Linked DNA regions of Mus musculus: region 1 is linked to region 2. The links are chromatin contacts, called in public Hi-C maps. All regions are on one chromosome and are shown on one strand. Each heading gives the region's core, a stretch centred on a gene start, on an enhancer-like site or on the middle of the called end of the contact. The rest is flanking DNA. Distances are from core to core; before and after follow the strand shown. Region 1 overlaps Serpinb5 (serine (or cysteine) peptidase inhibitor, clade B, member 5). Region 2 has its middle 18 kb from the start of Vps4b.

What was found. Hi-C and Micro-C count contacts between places; a contact is called where the count stands out from the background.
Region 1: a Hi-C map of bone marrow-derived macrophages shows a contact between it and region 2, with 4 times the contacts expected there. The contact joins two enhancer-like sites. A contact is called at or near these places in 34 of 484 Hi-C or Micro-C datasets (the 3T3-L1 cell line, 3T3-L1-derived adipocytes, the AML12 cell line and 25 more), 5 of 115 datasets of contacts at active chromatin or transcription factors (the NIH/3T3 cell line, bone marrow-derived macrophages, embryonic stem cells and 2 more) and 1 of 9 other capture datasets (bone marrow-derived macrophages).

The regions. Positions count from the first base shown.
Region 1 is chr1:106,882,173-106,885,632 of GRCm38.p6, forward strand. Serpinb5 (serine (or cysteine) peptidase inhibitor, clade B, member 5) reads left to right here. Exons shown (of 7, transcript NM_009257.4): 7 at 1-1,176. Among named protein-coding and RNA genes, the nearest start is that of Serpinb5, 23 kb to the left of the region's middle. Within about 2 kb of position 1,404, at least 33 of the 459 cell types and tissues checked have an H3K27ac peak or open chromatin away from gene starts, as enhancers often do. A contact at or near this core is called in bone marrow-derived macrophages and granulocyte-monocyte progenitors, where this site is marked.
Region 2 is chr1:106,813,102-106,816,989 of GRCm38.p6, forward strand. No RefSeq gene overlaps it. Among named protein-coding and RNA genes, the nearest start is that of Vps4b, 18 kb to the left of the region's middle. Within about 2 kb of position 2,405, at least 39 of the 459 cell types and tissues checked have an H3K27ac peak or open chromatin away from gene starts, as enhancers often do. A contact at or near this core is called in bone marrow-derived macrophages and granulocyte-monocyte progenitors, where this site is marked.

The DNA of each region.
Region 1 (3,460 bases), core at 154-2,653, 68 kb after region 2:
TGTTTTCCTTTGTCAAAGAAAACAGCGAATACTTGTTGGGAAAGGGAATCACTTTAGAAAATATGTGCTCTTCATTTGTCAAAGCATTCAGAGCTATGGATAAAAATGCAGTCTTCAAGGGAGGAACTTCTATAGGGATGATGTGGGGGACATTATTCTCAGGGCTCTGCATTACTGAGATAAAGAATGTTCTAGAGATCTCCACTTCCTTCAACTCTTAAGAACAAGAGTATAGGGTTCACCAAGTACCTTTTTAAAGTGAATTTGTGTACATGTCACAATACTGTAGGTCTAGAAGTCTCCATGTTAAACCTTAAGAAACAGTTTTCTTCAATATCCTAATTGGAGATTATAGAAAGATGACATGTTGTAAATACTATATATCATGGAACTCCACAAATAGCATATGGACTATCACCCTATCAACCAATACCTTAATATTTGTTCCATAAATATAGACTATTCACACAAAACAAGTACATAAAGATAGTTCATAAGTGATCAATTTTTTCCCTGAAAAATGAGTATGTTATCAGCTCATGGAAACACTTTGAAGAACATTCTAGATCTTGGAGTGTTGGATAAAGAATTCTGGGCCTATTTTAGCTGAAGACTAAGACCCTAAGGGAAAGCTCAGCTTTTACAAAAGTTGGCTTTCATTTTTCCTAGATCTCCCATGTGGTCATTTGGGCAATGTTGTTGCTGGCAGGCTTCTAACCAGATCACAAGGTCCCTGACATCTCCAGCGCCAGCAACTTAAAATCTACAGGAAGTCTCGTGATGCTAAGAGTTTTGTGGCCATTAAAGGAACTTTCCTTTTTTGTCTAATGCGGCAGTGGAGAAAGAGAAGGGATCTCAAACCTTCAGAAAATACAAGCAACACTATTTAGGTACACATAGTTCTTTGGCATATATTTTCTCAGTTTACAAACCTAACGACTTCAGATAACAGTGTGTAGTCTACATAAATAATTTATAAAATGGTTCTGGTAAGTCAGTTATGTTGCAACCTAATTTTAAAGTTGCCACCAAAAGGAAGTATTTGCTGCAGTTTTTCTTATGTGTCTTTCCTTACCCAATTTCTTGCCATTTATTGTAAATAGGGTTTTTTTTTCCTCCAAAGGTTCAATGGTGACTTCTTTTCTGTGCTATTGATAATAAAATATTATTGAATTATGTGCCTTGTTCTTGCTCTATTGGCTTAGAATTACTATCTTGAAATAGAACCAAGACACCTATTTATTAGAAGCATTTATATGTGTAAATCCCTTCTAGGTTAATGTGGAGTAAAAAGAATACAAACGAGTCATGTCCTTGCTGTTCTCCCTTCTCCCTGGCCATTGGTTCTTGCACTCTGAGTAATCGAACAAAGAGAAGGCCAGATTGTGTCAGAATCATTCAAGCCCTTCCAAGTTGAAACCACAGCCACTCAAGAGGACATGCAGTTCCTCTCCAGTTCTTTTCTCTTTGGGTTCTTCCTCAGAATGGAACTTTACTACGATCCATACGTTTGTGGTGTTTTCCTTAGTTTGTGCATTTTCCTTTAGTGACACGTTCATTTCTTTTTAATTACTTTTAACATCCTCCAATGTGTTTTCTTTTTGTTTTGTAAAAGGAAAACGGTCACTTGTACAAGCTCCCCACTCTTGCTCATTTCCTCCTTCCAACTTATAAATAAAATATGGGCTAATTCTGGGAAAGGCACGTGAGTGTGGAGAGGAGGGAAGAGCCTGGTGCCTCCTGGCCAAGGGCTCAGGGAGCTTCAGGTGGGTGGGTCCCAGAACTTGGAAAGCACTGACAGTTTTGGTCAGTGTCTCCCTGGGATAGGCTACATTGGTGGTTTCCATTCATAGACAACGTCTGCCCTCTAGGGGATATTTTTCTTATTACTACTGAGAGAGCATCTCTTGGTCTGGTTAATACCTGCATGGGAAAAGACCCCTCCTCCCTGAATAGTGTTATCCAGTACACTATACCTAGAGTGACTTAGGAGATATCAGCATGGCACTTGCTAAAAGACAGATCCAGAAAGAGCATCCCGGAAGCAGAGGAAGAAGAATGGTTTGGAACTGCACTAGAGGATGAAGGAAGGATGTCTTCTTTCTGTCAGCTGTAATGAGACCTAAATTTTGTTTGATTGCTTATTTTTGGCAGAGCCTGCTTAGAGGACCTATCTGGTTGGGACATGGGTTCCAGTTGGATTAGATGGTCTTTAGAGTCCCAAGAGGACACTGTGCACATGAGCTAACATTTGGCTCCTCTCATCCTGATAGCATACCACAGTGGCTCCAATCCAACAAGGCCTTCTACCTCTTCTTTTCTCCACACTCTTTGTATTTGGAGTGGAACAGAAGGATATGTGTGGTGGGAAAAAGTAGGAAAGAAGCCCACTCCTACCACCTTTTCCTGTGAGTCGTGGGTCTCTGGCAGACCTAACTATGGAGGATAGGGAAATTTTCTATCAGAAAGGACCCAATTCTGACTTAGGTTTCTAAGCTTGTTCATTTCTAGAAACGTCCATATGACATATGGCAGTGGCTGGGGAACATCACACACAAGCTGAGAGGTCAGTCTTTGCCATGACTAGTAGGTCTTTTTTTCTTTTGAATTTTAATTTTGTTATATTGAATTTTACAATCTAAATCAAACTTGGGGAAAACACACCACTTTTCTGCTTGTTTTAATGACTGTACACATGCATCATTTCACTTAAATATCCCCAAAGTCTCCTACTTCCAAGTTTTTTCTCCAGTTAATACTTAAAACCAACTGGACTTTCTCGGGGAGGTGCAATTTATTAATTTCTTTTTTTCCTGCCAACTATGGTTGGGGCAAACTTTTCATCTTTTGATTATGAACACCACATGTGTCAGGTCCCTATCCTTCCTCTCACTTCTTCTGTTGGCCCTACTTGTGGCTTTGAAGGTGTGCTAGCAAGGAAGCTAAGGGTTCATTTATTTGTTAGGATTGTATGTAAGGCGAGGGCTGGCCATGGAGTAGCAGGAGGAGGTCCTCACAGTCTAAAGTGAGTCATATGTGATATCATGGGTGCTATCTCCACTACTGAACTTCCATCTCCATTGTCAAATGCCCAGTCTGCTTGTAGTCATAATATAGACAGGAGAGAATTTGCAAAGGACAGATACTAATGATCACAAAACTGCATTTGGACACTTATCGTCACAAGCTCTAAGTTTGCTTTTTGAAAGTATTTGTCATGACTGTATCAAGCAGTGCTTTTTGAGGGGCTCTGCTGGTTATGTCATTTTGGGCTAAGTAGGATGGGCATTAAGAGCTATTAGTTTCTGTCTTCAGGGGAATGATAATTTAACCAGATAATCTACATTAAGGATGACCTCCAATAATACCAAGTCTAACATTTGCCACCTATTCATGCCAATCAAAACACTGGAAATTGCCAGTGGCAGTGTAACATTAAGCAGTCTTACACTGGGACTCC
Region 2 (3,888 bases), core at 1,155-3,654:
GTCTGCTGCAGAAACTGGATACAATGAAGGAATTTACTTGTTCATATAAAGACACTCAGTGCTACCAAGGAGAGCCTTCTTTTCCTATTATTCAAATTGCAATGACAAAATGGAAGTTCTGAAAGCCCAAATGTTTATTCATAATCTTGGCCAAAGTCCACGTTGGAGAACTAAGAGTAAGTTAAAAATTAAAAAAAAAAAAAAAAACTACCGCCAATTCAATTATTTAATTTCACTGTATTAGAGTGCAAGTTGCCAAATGATCTCATTACCAAATTATATCCTAAGGTCATCCTGGGAAAATAAGCTATCTAATGCCAAGCAAACTATCCCCAAGGGTAATTCCTGGGCAATGATATATTTGAGAGTTGCAAGGTGGCTGTGTTTTTTCATAGGAAAGAAATCACTCCTGCTCCTGGTACTCTTTGATGTTACAGCTTACCTAAGCTAGAGCAGGAAAGCATTAGCACAAAGAGTATCACAGAAGACTCATCCAGTGACCTGTAAATGACAGCAGATAGGAGTCAGAAAAGCAACATTACAATAGGTTTTATAAAGAGAAACTTAGGTCTATAAAATTACATGGGGGCCAGGGAGATGGCTTGGCCAATAATGTGCTTACTTGAATTTAGATCCCTAATGGTGACATAAAACTCTAGGTGTGGTTCTGTGTGCTGAGGATGCAGACAGGAGGGTCCCTTGAGTTTCCTGGTCAGCTACTCTTGCTGAGTTGGCAAGCTTCAGGTTCAGAGAAAGACTCTCAGAAACATGGAAAACAATAGAGAAGTCACCTGGTATTGACTTCTGGTCTCTATATCATGATCCCATGCTCCTGTTCATTCACATGTAACACACACAGACACACACACACACACAGACACACACACAGACACACACACACAGACACTCACACACACACAGAGACATACACACACAGACAGACACACACACACAGACACACACACACACACACACAGACACACATACACACACAGACACACACAGACACACAGACACACACAGACATACACAAAGACACACACACACACACACACACACACACACACACACACAGGCTTCTAGAGTTAACCACAAACTTTTTCTATATATTACTCTGACAAGGCATCCATAGTTATTAAACACACAGCCAGGCCACATTATTCACAAAGGCATAAAAGCACAGCAGTGCTCAGTTCTCATGTTTGTGGGCCTATCTTTTAAATGGTGGGGCTTTTTAGAAGCAAAAGGTTCAAGTTGCCTCTTAAAGGAGAAAGTATACTATCCCTACTAAGGGAAGAACTACCCCAGCACAAAGCAGTTTTTCTGTGCCAGGAACAAGTAAGAAACACTAGAAAATGGATATCATAAGAGCTCCCAAAATGGCAGATCTAGGTCAAGAGATATACTTTGGAGGGGCATGGAGACATTAGCTTATTCATAAGCCAGATCTCTTCAAAGACCACAGAGTGTAAAGTATCATGTAATTGATCCAAGCAGCCAACATGTCAATCAAGAGATGTATACTGGGTTGATTATTACGTGAGAGCCATGTAACCCTCCAAGCTCCTTCTAAATTTCTCAAACAAAAAAGAGGGGCATTGTACACAGATCATGTAACCCATGGGCATTATAATACAATTACATCTTAGAAATAATGGTGATGTGATTTTATATGCTATGCCTGCTCACTGTGGAGTGGAGGACATGGCTATCTCTAGGCTTAGAATTCTCAAGTTCTAGGTTTGAATCCAGACTTCAGTTAGACAGCTCAAAGCCTTTCTTAGAGCATTAGAAGGGGTCTGCTTGGAAGGACACACCACCTCGAAACTCAGCTGCAATGTGAAAACTCAGTTTTCTTTTGGCCTCAGCAAGAGCAGAATCTTCCCTCCTGTTGAGAAGGCAGCTCAGGATTTGGTTCCTCTGAGTAGCCAGCCCATCCCTGCACGAGTCACTGGACCACTGCTCACTCTTGTCACACACTATTGCACAATGCTGGCTTCTTTCAATAGGAATGGGTTACGAACTCTGAGAACAGGACTAGTGCGTGGATATGGAGGTTTTAGGGAAAGTGATAAGACAAGATTCTTAGAAAGGTTCACCCACTTGCAAGTGTCAACAGGAAATTCTAGTTCCCAAACCAGCGAGTGAACTGTGCTTGATGAGGGGTAAATCACTTAGCTAGAAGTCAGCCCCAGAAGCAAACCCCGCTGGCAAAATATGGAAGCTTTACAATTTTCAGAGAATTGTGCTGTTAACTGGGAGACCAAGAGATGGCACACACATGCGTGCTATTCTGTTTTACTAAAAGAAAGAGGAAACATCCAACAGAATCCACAGTGCGGTAAAAATGCAGAAGCCCAGAGCATTAAGACCCTGCTCTGCAGGGATCACGATGACAAAGAGGAACCTAAACTATGACAGAAGAAAGTCCTGAGCTGAAGAAGCCCCATTCAGTCAGCAGCATAGCTCTAGCTCAGAGCCTGTGGGAACTGACCTAAAGACCCGTGGGACCCATGGGTGTTACATGTCGGAAATAACTGCAAGGTCTAACTGCAATACACCACAAAGGCATCGTTCCATGTACCTGAGTAAAATAAAGCTTGTCTTAGTCAGGGTTTCTATTCCTGCACAAACATCATGACCAAGAAGCAAGTTGGGGAGGAAAGGGTTTATTCGGCTTACACTTCCATACTGCTGTTCATCACCAAGGAAGTCAGGACTGGAACTCAAGCAGGTCAGGAAGCAGGAGCTGATGCAGAGGCCATGGAGGGATGTTCATTACTGGCTTGCTTCCCCTGGCTTGCTCAGCCTGCTCTCTTATAGACCCAAGACTACCAGCCCAGAGATGGTCCCACCCACAGGGGCCTTTCCCCCTTGATCACTAATTGAGAAAATGCCTTACAGTTGTATCTCATGGAGGCATTTCCTCAACTGAAGCTCCTTTCTCTGTGATAACTCCAGATGGGTCAAGTTGACACAAAACTAGCCAGTACAAAGCTCTTCCAACAGAGGCCAGGAGTAAGTCTCCCTAAACTTTTATGCTCAACAGTCTCTATCAGAGAAGGTTCTATGCTGTGGTAGACACACTGATGTGCTGGTTCTCAGCCTGTGGGTCCCGACCCCCCAGGGGTTCTCATAGCAGGCAGCATGCATATCAGAATTTTACATGACGATCCGTAGCAGTAGGAACATTACAGTTACGAAGCACTAATGAAATGATATGATGGGTGGGGGTCCCCACAACCAGAGGGACGGTATTAAAGGGTCACAACATTAGGAAGGTTGAGAATCACTGCCCTAGGCCCATAGCTGTAAAGTTGTTTTCATTTTTCTGTTAGGAACAAAATGCTATTTCTTGCTATTAAGTGTTTCAAAGAGGTAAAAGTAATGGTGGAACGTCCCCACCCCCATTCACTGAGCATCCATTACAGCCACAAACCCAACCAACTGCCTCTCATCTTTGCAGCAACCTTATAAAGCAGGAATCACTGATCTTGTTTTAAGATAAGAGTAAATTTGAAAGCACTGAAGTGAGACTGTCCTTGGGTCTCACTTCGAAATCACCAAGACTTTCATTCCTATTCTGTTCCCCAGGAGTCAAGCATAAACGCCAAAACACATCTCCACCATGCACAATGGTCTCGAGTACCGTAATTACGTTTGGCTTTGAGGGACCGATTTAAAATACCAAGCCATTTTAGAGATAGGTAGCGTGGTAAGGAAAACATAGACACGAGAGGCTAAACAACAGCCGGGTGTGGTGGGATGGGATGCATCTGTAGTTTCAGAGGCTCTCATGAGCCCTGGGGCTCAGGGACTCAGCTCGCGGAGTGCAGGTGCAGGGCGTGTGCAGATTCTCCCTGAAGACCTTTCAAGGATGTTAGTGTT